2 separate regions of the Rattus norvegicus genome follow, and region 2 is linked to region 1. A link is a contact called in public Hi-C data. All regions are on one chromosome and are shown on one strand. The core of a region is the stretch at or near the end of the contact, and the rest is flanking DNA. Distances in the headings are between cores, read along the strand shown.

Evidence for each region. A called contact is a pair of places that touch in the nucleus more often than the background predicts.
Region 2: a contact with region 1 is called in a Hi-C map of frontal cortex, with 2.2 times the contacts expected there. The contact joins the enhancer-like site here to the promoter of Gzf1 in region 1. A contact is called at or near these places in 2 of 12 Hi-C or Micro-C datasets (frontal cortex and psoas muscle).

What each region holds. Positions count from the first base shown.
Region 1 is chr3:156,570,750-156,575,510 of GRCr8, forward strand. It overlaps Gzf1 (GDNF-inducible zinc finger protein 1), which reads left to right and starts at 1,510. Exons shown (of 6, transcript NM_001107788.1): 1 at 1,510-1,756; 2 at 3,842-4,761. The coding sequence starts at 3,859. It overlaps Sert1 (Sertoli cell protein 1), which reads right to left and starts at 1,279. Exons shown (of 3, transcript NR_130708.1): 1 at 995-1,279; 2 at 631-694.
Region 2 is chr3:156,777,128-156,781,894 of GRCr8, forward strand. It overlaps a transcript of Cstdc2 not described here. Among named protein-coding and RNA genes, the nearest start is that of Cst3, 14 kb to the right of the region's middle. Within about 2 kb of position 2,309, at least 51 of the 93 cell types and tissues checked have an H3K27ac peak or open chromatin away from gene starts, as enhancers often do.

The DNA.
Region 1 (4,761 bases), core at 260-2,759:
GCTGAGGTGACTGGCTATCTCCCAGAAACCAGTAGGCGGAGGCTGAAGAGGAGATGTGGTTGCCACAGCAATTCCTGAGGTGATGCCCCGCTTGGGGACTACAATATATACCTGTCCACCAGCCCCTCTAAATGCACTCAACTTTCATCCCATAGAAATGTTGGGGCCCCTTGCTGGTCCAATAAAGCCGTCTCAGCCTGTTGAACTGGAATTAAATGCTTCTCTGTCTCATTTTCCTTACACATAGAATTACCTTTTGAATGTTTATTCACATAAACATTTCCCATAGTACCGTGCTATTACTTAAAGATTAAGCGGTTCACAGCTCAGGGTTGGTTCATCAGTATAACGAAGCCTGCTCCACTCATGGAGGTTGCCTTATGGTTGGCTCCTTAACACATCTTGTAAGAATTACATTATTCCAAATCACACAAAATGGTTTTACTTATGTTCCAAACTGGGTTGTAAGTCAAGATTTCATTCTTCTGTGTAGCAAAGCAGTTATGGCTTACACACACACACACACAGACACAGACACACACACACACAGACACACACACACATTAAAATACATTTCAAGTTATATTCTCAATATATATTGAAGTCATACATAGTTTAAAGTAGCGTCACCTTGAAATTGAAGTGAACTTGTATTTCATGTAATTGGCTTAACATCGCCTCTTTGCAGCAGGAGCTAGTTAAAAATAAGAGCAAGACATTTGCAAAGTTAAAGGAGTTATCAATCTCGTATTTCTAGTTGAAATAGCCGGCTTCCACAGCCTAGAGAAAGACAGGGTCTGTATGCAGACAGAAGCCAGCTTTCTAGAGGATTACGAACATACCAAAGGGAGGAGAAAGCATTATTTTGATAAATGCTCAAGGGAATGACCAGAGACCTTCTATTCTCAGCAAGAAGAGGTCTAGCTGGCTGGTGGCAGTAGGAGGGCGACTTGGTAAAGCTTTAGCAGTAGGTGGAAGTATAATCAACATTTACCAGGAACTGGAAGTGTCAGAGCAGGATTTTCAAATGAACAGGCTTTAATTAAGATCAACAGTGGGATTTAGAGCGGAAGGATTCAATACGAAGCAGCGCCAGCCTTCCCGTCCCACCTTGGCCGTGCCCTAAGCCAAGACTTGGCCAAACGCAGCACCCGGGAGTGCTCGAAAATTCAGCTTCCAGCAACCTGAAGACCAAAACTCCGCTAAATAAACCTGTCCCCAACCATTGCTGTCTTCTGCGCAGGCGCGGCCTTGGATAGCCACGGGTGGTAAATCCGGGATCTGCTAGCTCTTCTCCCTGCCCAAACTCACGTAGGATCACGTAACTCAACGGCCGGAACCGCCTTTGCAGCTGGAGGTGCGCGCGCAGCACCTTCCTAGCCTTTTGGGGCGGGGCCCACTAGGGGGCGGGGCGCGCTTGTGGCGACCAATCCGCGGACCCTGCGGTCCGCTGTTCCTGCGGGCCTGAGCCAGGGTACGGGTCCCGCGGAGGCACTGACTGAGAGGTGAGCGTGCTGCCGACTGGGTCGTCTTCTAGGCTGTCCTCTGGCCTCTGTCCCTTGGAGCGGCGGGCTGTGGGAATATAGGCACAGGGCGGGGGTCGGGGGACGGCGGCTAGATTGGCCGAAAGGGTCCAGGCAGGCTGGACCCTTTGGCTCTGGAGGCCGGAGGGAAGGGCTGGACCTTGGCCTCAAGAAGTTCATTCTCCCTGAGGTTTTGGAAGACCATCAGTGGTCCGGAACTCCGGGTGGCCAAGGTGGGAACAGAGGTGGTGCAGTTAGAGAGGCCACAGATACCAGCCTTTATTCCCTGCCTGAGAGCCAGGATCTCTGTAGGGTGGGCAGGCTGCAGAGAGCAGCGTTTCCTGGAGGCCTGGCCTGGGAGTCCCGACCCCGGGACTTCTCGGCGACCTTGGTGAAGAGGCTAGGCCCACCCAGAGGTGGCCAAATGCCAGTGAGTTACAGTAGAACACAGCTGTCACCAGACCTCAAATAGCCGCTCCCTATGACTGGTGTCTGCCCCCATGGGAGGTAAACGGGGTAATCTGCTCAGGGCCTTCTTGGTTAATGGTGAGGTTGCTGCCAGATCTCCTGGAAGGACTTCGAGTTCCCCTGAGGGACCAGGGCGAGGTGCAGGAAATCAGGCTGGTCGTATGAGCATCAGGCTGAAAGGGGTCCGCAGCCTTAGTCCTTAAGCAGGGACCAGGGATTCTGAAGAGTATTGGCTCATGAGTACTGCCTCTTGTCGTTCTCATATCAGTATTTCCTTTATTTAAGCTTCGTTGGTAGGTAGGCAGTGTTTCCTGTTGAGTCCCCTTTAGTTGACATGACATTCCACAGGTGCCGAGTTTACAATCGCACTCCCTAGGAGTCTTTTCTGTGTTTGAGACTGGAGATTGTGGGTATCGGTCTGTTGAATGAAATGGAGGCAATTGCAGGTCCTGGTAGACACATGGAATCCCAGGTGGTGTCTAGGATCTGGTGAAGGAGATCCAGGAGTGCTCTGGAGGGTGGAGACTTGGAAACCCACGTGAACCTGGAAAGGGAAGTTAGATTCAGGGACAGACTCTTCTCAGAGTCCACAGATCAGAAGACAGGAAGTTGGGGTAGCATTTTGGAGTCCAGGACAGGAACCTGGGGGATATGGCAACTGCAGGGGGAGCATCTTTCATTTGGTGAAGCTGGGATTGAGGGGAGTGTTGACAAACTATAGTTGAACCAAGACAGGGCCACGAGGCTCAGGGTCAAGATGCCCATTAGCCAGTTAACCAATTATCTCACTGGCTTGTCAACTGTGAGATGTCCTTTACAGGTGTGTAGGAAGCCCACCATACACCTGCAAATGTCAGGCAAGTTGGAAGTGTTTGCTATGTTGTTCTCCAAAAAGATGGCTGGGTCTTCCAAGAGGAAGAAGTAAATGTTTAGAGAAGCTTCTAACTTGCTCAAGGTAATACAGTTTGTAAAAGCTCTGGAACTTGAATTATTTCAGGTGAGCGTCTCAATTTACCAGGTGTTTAAGGACATTGCAAATGAGAATGGGTTTTGAGCTATTTTTCTAGGAAGTATTCACTATTTTCGGTGGTAAAAGAAATTATCAAACAACTATTTCTTGCTCAAAACAAAGAGATGCAAATTTTCCTATATTTTTGGAATATGTCTTTGAGTAGACTAGAAAACAACCTTGATAAGCAAATTACTGCCTTAATGAGTTTCATTTGTGCTTATCACTGGAGGAGGCTTGCCAGTATTGTTTTCATGAGAATATTTCTCATGAAAGCCTTTCTGGAACTTTACCAACTGCTAAAAAGTGAAGTGTAATTAGACTCCGTGTTCTATATGTGTGTTTTTAAAGATTTCATTTTGTTTTTAATAATATGTATATATCTTTGGGTATGTGCAAGTGAGTGCAGGTATCTGAGAAGTCAGATCCTCTAGAACTGGAGTTAGAGGCAGTTGCGAGTCATCCAGTGTGGGTGCTGGGAATTAAACTTGGATTTTCTGCAAGAACAGCATGTGCTCTTCTTAATTGCTGAGCAATCTCTCCTACCGTGCCTTTGTGTTTTGGTTGTTGTTTTGAGATAGGGTCTCACATAGTTCAGGCTGGCCTCAAAGTTGCTGAGATTGGTTTTGAACTCCTGTCTTCCTGTCTCTACCTTCTAAATGTTGGGATTGTACCGGCAAGGTTGGTTATAGATGCATACCACCATACCCAGCTGTGACTTACAATGAGAAAAGTTATTTACTTTTTGTTACTATTTATGTTCTCAAGAACTCTCATAATTGTAAGCCCTTTAGGAATGCTTCATGTGTGAGCTAATTGATTCTTGTTTTTGTTTTTAAAGCTGTCTTTAGAAGGAAAATGGAAAGTGGTACAGTTTTGCTGGAATCTAAGTCTTCACCATTGAACCTTCTGCATGAGATGCATGAGCTCCGCCTTCTGGGCCACCTGTGTGATGTCACTGTTATCGTAGATTATCAGGGTGTCCGTGAAGACTTCATGGCCCATAAAGCAGTGCTGGCAGCCACCAGCAAGTTTTTTAAGGAGGTGTTCCTGAACGAGAAGCGTGCAGACGGTACCAGGACTAATGTTTACTTGAGTGAAGTTCAAGTTGTTGACTTTGCTTCATTTTTGGAGTTTGTCTATACTGCCAGAGTGCGGGTGAAAGAAGACCGCGTGCAGCAGATGCTAGAAGTGGCTGAGAAGCTAAAGTGTTTGGACCTGTCTGAAACATGCTTGCAGCTGAAGAAGCAAATGCTGGAGTCTGTCCTTTTGGAATTGCAGAATTTCTCTGAGTCTCAGGAGGTGGAGGCCAGCAGTGGCCCCCAGGTGAGTGTGACTCCCAGCTCCAAAGCAAGTGTACCAGCAGGAGAGGATGCTCACTCCAATGGCCTTGTAGATTCCTCTGACTACCCAATAGAGAGATTGGGCAATGGCCTTTCACCAGAAACGCCATCTAAGAAGTGCAAGGAGAAACTGGACAAGAAGAAAGATGTGGCTAAGCCTCCCTTCCCTAAGATCAGAAGAGCGAGTGGGAGACTGGCTGGAAAAAAGGTGTTTGTGGAAATCCCTAAAAAGAAATATACAAGAAGGCTCCGAGAACAGCAGAAAAGTGCTGAGGAAGCCGCAAAGAATGACAAGTGTCCTCAGGACCAAAGCCCAGACAATGAGAGAGTGGAGGCCGAGCCAGCTTCCAAAAGTGAGGCTTGCCCTGCTAGTGTGGAACGAGAGGAAAGTTTGCAGAAAGTGGAGGGAGAGAAGGAA
Region 2 (4,767 bases), core at 1,059-3,558, 210 kb after region 1:
TTTCTTAGTAGAACTTCATTTCTCTGCGATAGTTGAGCCTCGTGAACTTATCCCATAAAAGTGCCACTACTATCCAATATTTGTAAACTGAGTCTCAAGGTGAGTCTCAGTGGGGACAGACTATATCCACCTTATAGCACATGACTTTTAGTCATTTGCCCCCTTTGAGCCTTGGCTTTATTTTTTTCAAGGCATTTGTCTCCCTGGGCAGTTGAAATTACAGCCAATCATGTACTCTGGAGAGTGGAGTGAGATACTGGGATGACTCTTACTGAGCCGGTAGGAGTGTGGACGTGGGGACTGGTGAGAGGGATTTGTGTTGACTGTGAAGAAAACTATTTTATCACTGGACAGGTCTGTAAAGGCTGGAGTTTTTAGGTTACACTTCTGGTCAATATATTGCAATTTGTAGAGGCCATAGCAGGAGGCAAGGGAGACAATGGACTCATTGGAGTTAGATGCACTGGAGTTGAAGCCTCACTCCTATCTCTTAATCTTTTATGTTATGTTAACCAGTTTCCACTGCCACAAAAGTGGTATTTCTTGGCATTCCCCCTGAGGGAATTGTTTTAAAACTAGAGGTGATTTGGTGAGCATGATACTAACAGAAGAACCATCAAGACAGATGCCCCATAAACGTTTCTGCGGTGTGTAGTGTGAAATATAAAAATGACAATCCCACACTACTGCCAGCAAGCTACCTCAGCCTATCAGACTCTTTGACCCGGAGCTCCGAAATCTCTCCACCTGGCTTGCTAAGTTCCCATGGTGGGTCAGTGCCACATGCTTCCAAATTCCCACAGCCTTTTGAGGTGGGCTTCTTGAAAATCCACGCTTTGCTGCAGTACCTTTCTCTCCGGAACCCAGTTGAGTCACTGCGTGAAGGGAAACACCACACAAACTTAGTTTAGAGTCAACAGGTAACACAATTGCTGTCGTAGGAACTAGCACCCTATTTGTAAGCCCTTCTAACTTAAATCCTCCGATAGCAGATCCCAACGGATCCACCACCTGAGCTGGGGACCTCCACTACCTACATTTTGGCCTCCATGCTCGTCTCCCACCCCGAAAACCCTATCTTTTCTCCTGCTTTACCTCTTCCCCTCTCCACCCTGAAGTCCTGCCTACTTCCTCAGTGATTGGTTCCTTGAAATCTTAATTCATTAGGGGAAGGTTTCTGCCACAATGGTGCTATCGCTGATTAGCGGGAAATTGTCTCTAGTGTATCAAGCCCGGTTATGATAATGATCATCAAGTTGGTGGCCAATGAGATGATCATGGCTCCAAAATATCTTAGCTGCAAGATGGATGTGCAGAAATGAGCAGGAGTCAGAGAGTTTTATGATTCAGGCACCATTGGTTTCCCAGGATGCTGTGAGTGCCGCAGGTTCAGAAATAGACTCACACATTGTCATGTGGCTTTGAGTTCAGATTCTTGGTCTAGTTCAGGTTGAGGTTAGAGCTCAAGAAAACAACTTCTGGGTAACTAAACCTGAATGGTCTCTTTGGAAGGGTCTGTGTTGCTCACCTCTCTGCTGTGAAAAAAAAAACACACACACACATGCCTTAGAAAGAGGGAAGACTCATTTGACCCACAGTTTTAGAATTTTTAGTCACTGGCTGCTTGGTTCTGCGGCTTTCAATGATCAGGCAGATTTTTTTTTTTATTTTTTATTTATTTTTTTTTTTTGGTCTGGGGATGCCTGGACTAAATCTGAAGAAAAAGCAAAAGAGACTGATGGTGTAGGGTGGGGTTATTTATTGAAAAGTTTGCCTATTGAAAAGTTCTTAGCCTTTGCTTAGACCTTGTTCCTCTCCTGTGACATGGGTTGATGCCGAATTTAAACACTGTGTAATCTTTCACAGCACCTTGTAACTGTTGGCTAATAAAACATGCCCACCCTCCTGTCTCCTCTCCAGTGTCAGAATGTGTTCTGAGCTCTTTCTTTATTAGAAACAAATCTAGTTTCACTTGAAATAAGGCACAAGCAAAGCTGAGACCCTAAAAGCTTTCTTTCCCAGTCATTCCCAATGCTGCTCTGTCCTGAAAGCTTTATTTGCAGAGTTGTTTTTGGGATATTCATTCCAGCCTCAAACCACAGTATGTCCACAGTACACAATGTTCTCAGAATTTTCTCTCTGTTTTCGGGCAGTGTTTACTGCTTCTGGTTCTAAAACATTCTATTTAAACTTGGCCAATGTAGCCATTGTGGTCTTTTCCTCTTTTTTAATGGCTCTACAGGCCTAGACAATGGCTCCCTTCTCCTGGAAATGATTCCATTCAGAGCCCTTTTTGGATCTGTTGAAGCAGTTTCCATTAACACAGCCAATTTCCATTTCTTTGGCTTGTGTTATTTAGAGACTGACCCCAAGTGTCCAGCAGTGGCACTTGTTTTGGAAATGTCCACAGGAAACCCATGATGGGGCTCACACTTCCTTTTGAGGGACCAGACACAGATACTGTCTGTTTTCTGCCTTCTTTACTATTCTAGGTACATCAGCTATTCTCTTTTATTTTTAGTTAGTTAATTGATTGATTGATTTATTTAAAATTTGTTTTATTTATTTACATTTCAAATGTTGCCACCTTCCTGGTTCCATCTCTCATAGTTCTTATCCCTTCCTCCCTTTTGCCTCTGAGATGGTGCTCCCCCATCTCCTATTCCCCCTCACACAATCACCCACACCCCACATCCCCTCCCACATTCCCCTTTCCTGGGGCATCAAGTCTCTACAGGATTAGGCACATCCTCTCTCAATGAGGCCAGACAAAGCAGTCCTCAGCTCCACATGTGCCAGAGGCCATGGACCAGCTCTTTTATGCTCTTTTGTTGATAGCTCAGTCTCTGGGAGCTCTGGGGACCTGGGTTGTAGAAAGCTCAGGTCCCAGTGGATCAAGGACCTCTACATAAAACCAGATAAACTGAATTTAAAAGAAAAGAAAGGGGGGAGAGTCTCAAATCCATTGGCACAGGGGGAATGACTCAGGTTCTAAGATCATCAATTGACAAATGAAACCTGATGAAACTGAAGTTTCTGTAAGGCAAAGGACACTGTCAGTAGGACAAAACAGCAACTACAGATGGGGAAAAGATCTTCACATTGGCTCTTCTTAACCAAGCTAAGTTCTTTCTCAAGTGCCATCACAGAACAGATGAATTCTGGCCAAAAGTTTAGGTTGAAACCTATTTTCCCAATGCCACAGGCAGTGGATTCAGTGAAGAGATAACTATGAGATTTATTAAAATAGAAGTATAATATGTCTGGGTGGGTTTGTGCCTGGACTGGTCATTCATTGTTTTTAATGCTACAGTTGGACACACTTGGTCTCAAATTAGCAGGCATATTTGTGGTGAGTTAAGGCCAATGATCTAGATAAGGTGTCCCAAAGGTCGTAAAGAAATGACAAGGCAACCTGACTCTTGGTGCTTGTGTCAGCATCTTAGAGCAGGTAAAGAATTTTCCTTTTATCTTAATCTTGCCTGCATTTTCTAACTTACAGAGTCATTACTTTATCAAAAATAAAATAATACTTCGCTGCTTTTTTGGATTCAAAGAGTAGCTCTTTGGTCCCAGATAGGGTGATTTAAGTTGAGGGTTAGGAGAGGAGAATGGGTGGGTATTAGAGTTTTCTTGGAGATGCTTCACTTTGGACATTCAGTTTGGGAGCAGATGTAGGGAAAGAAAAGCTCGTAGTGAGTCCAGTGAAGAACAGTCTGTGGCTAAATGACCTGAGATAACTACAGCAAATGTTTCATTCATTACAGTGCACTTCAAGTTAAAGACCTGAGTCTTCACAGTCTGTCAGGAGGCAACAAGCTAATAACTAGCAGGTGATCTTCCTGAGATGACTTTACCTTAGATTAAGGATCTATAACAGAGCTCTGGTAGGCAAGGTCCATCAGAAAATCATTTTCAGAAAGATTTCTACTATTAATATGCTTTTCCTGTTATTATTACATATATAACAATCACTAGTTTTTAGCCCCCTCCCAACATTTTGAGAAGATCTAAGCAGAACTACAAAGATGTTCTGTCTTGTAGTGTTACATTGTAGAAAAGTAGATGATTTCTTTATCCTTAATGATGACCTTGTAAGAATTCCTAAACTTATAGTAATTACTAAGCTCTTTTAATAATACTATTAAATTTTTTCTGATAGTCAAAACTGCAATGAGAATTTTGCCAGTCACTTAGTCAGAACACTTAGTGTCACTTCTGAGATAGACATTCTACTATGCAGAGCACATTCCAAAAGGTTGTAAAACTATTAACCAAAGGTCATAAAAAGGGAACTAATGATTTTTTTATAGGTGCTAGGACAAAATAAAATATTAACTGGGTTTACCTATACAAAATTTCATTAATAATTTAGTTACATTTTTAACTCTCCATGAGGCTGTGACAGTTGATGAATGTTTAGCCAGATAATTACTACTAATGGATACGAATGTAAACATTCACCGTTATAAACTTCCTATTTAATTTATGATTTGAATTTATGTGTAAACTTGTGATGAATTTTTTACCATGTGATCAAGTATTTGAAAGATGCAGGGGTTGGGGATTTGGCTCAGTGGTAGAGCGTTTGCCTAGGAACCGCAAGGTCCTGGGTTCCATCCCCAGCCCCACCCCCCAAAAAAAGAAAAAAAAGATGCAGGCATGCTGAAACCAAAGAGAGGAAGGCAATTTTCCTTGTCTTATTTAGGATCTTTTGCCTTTTCTCTGGTTTCTCAGAGAGCTTTCATAGGAAACTTTTTATAAATT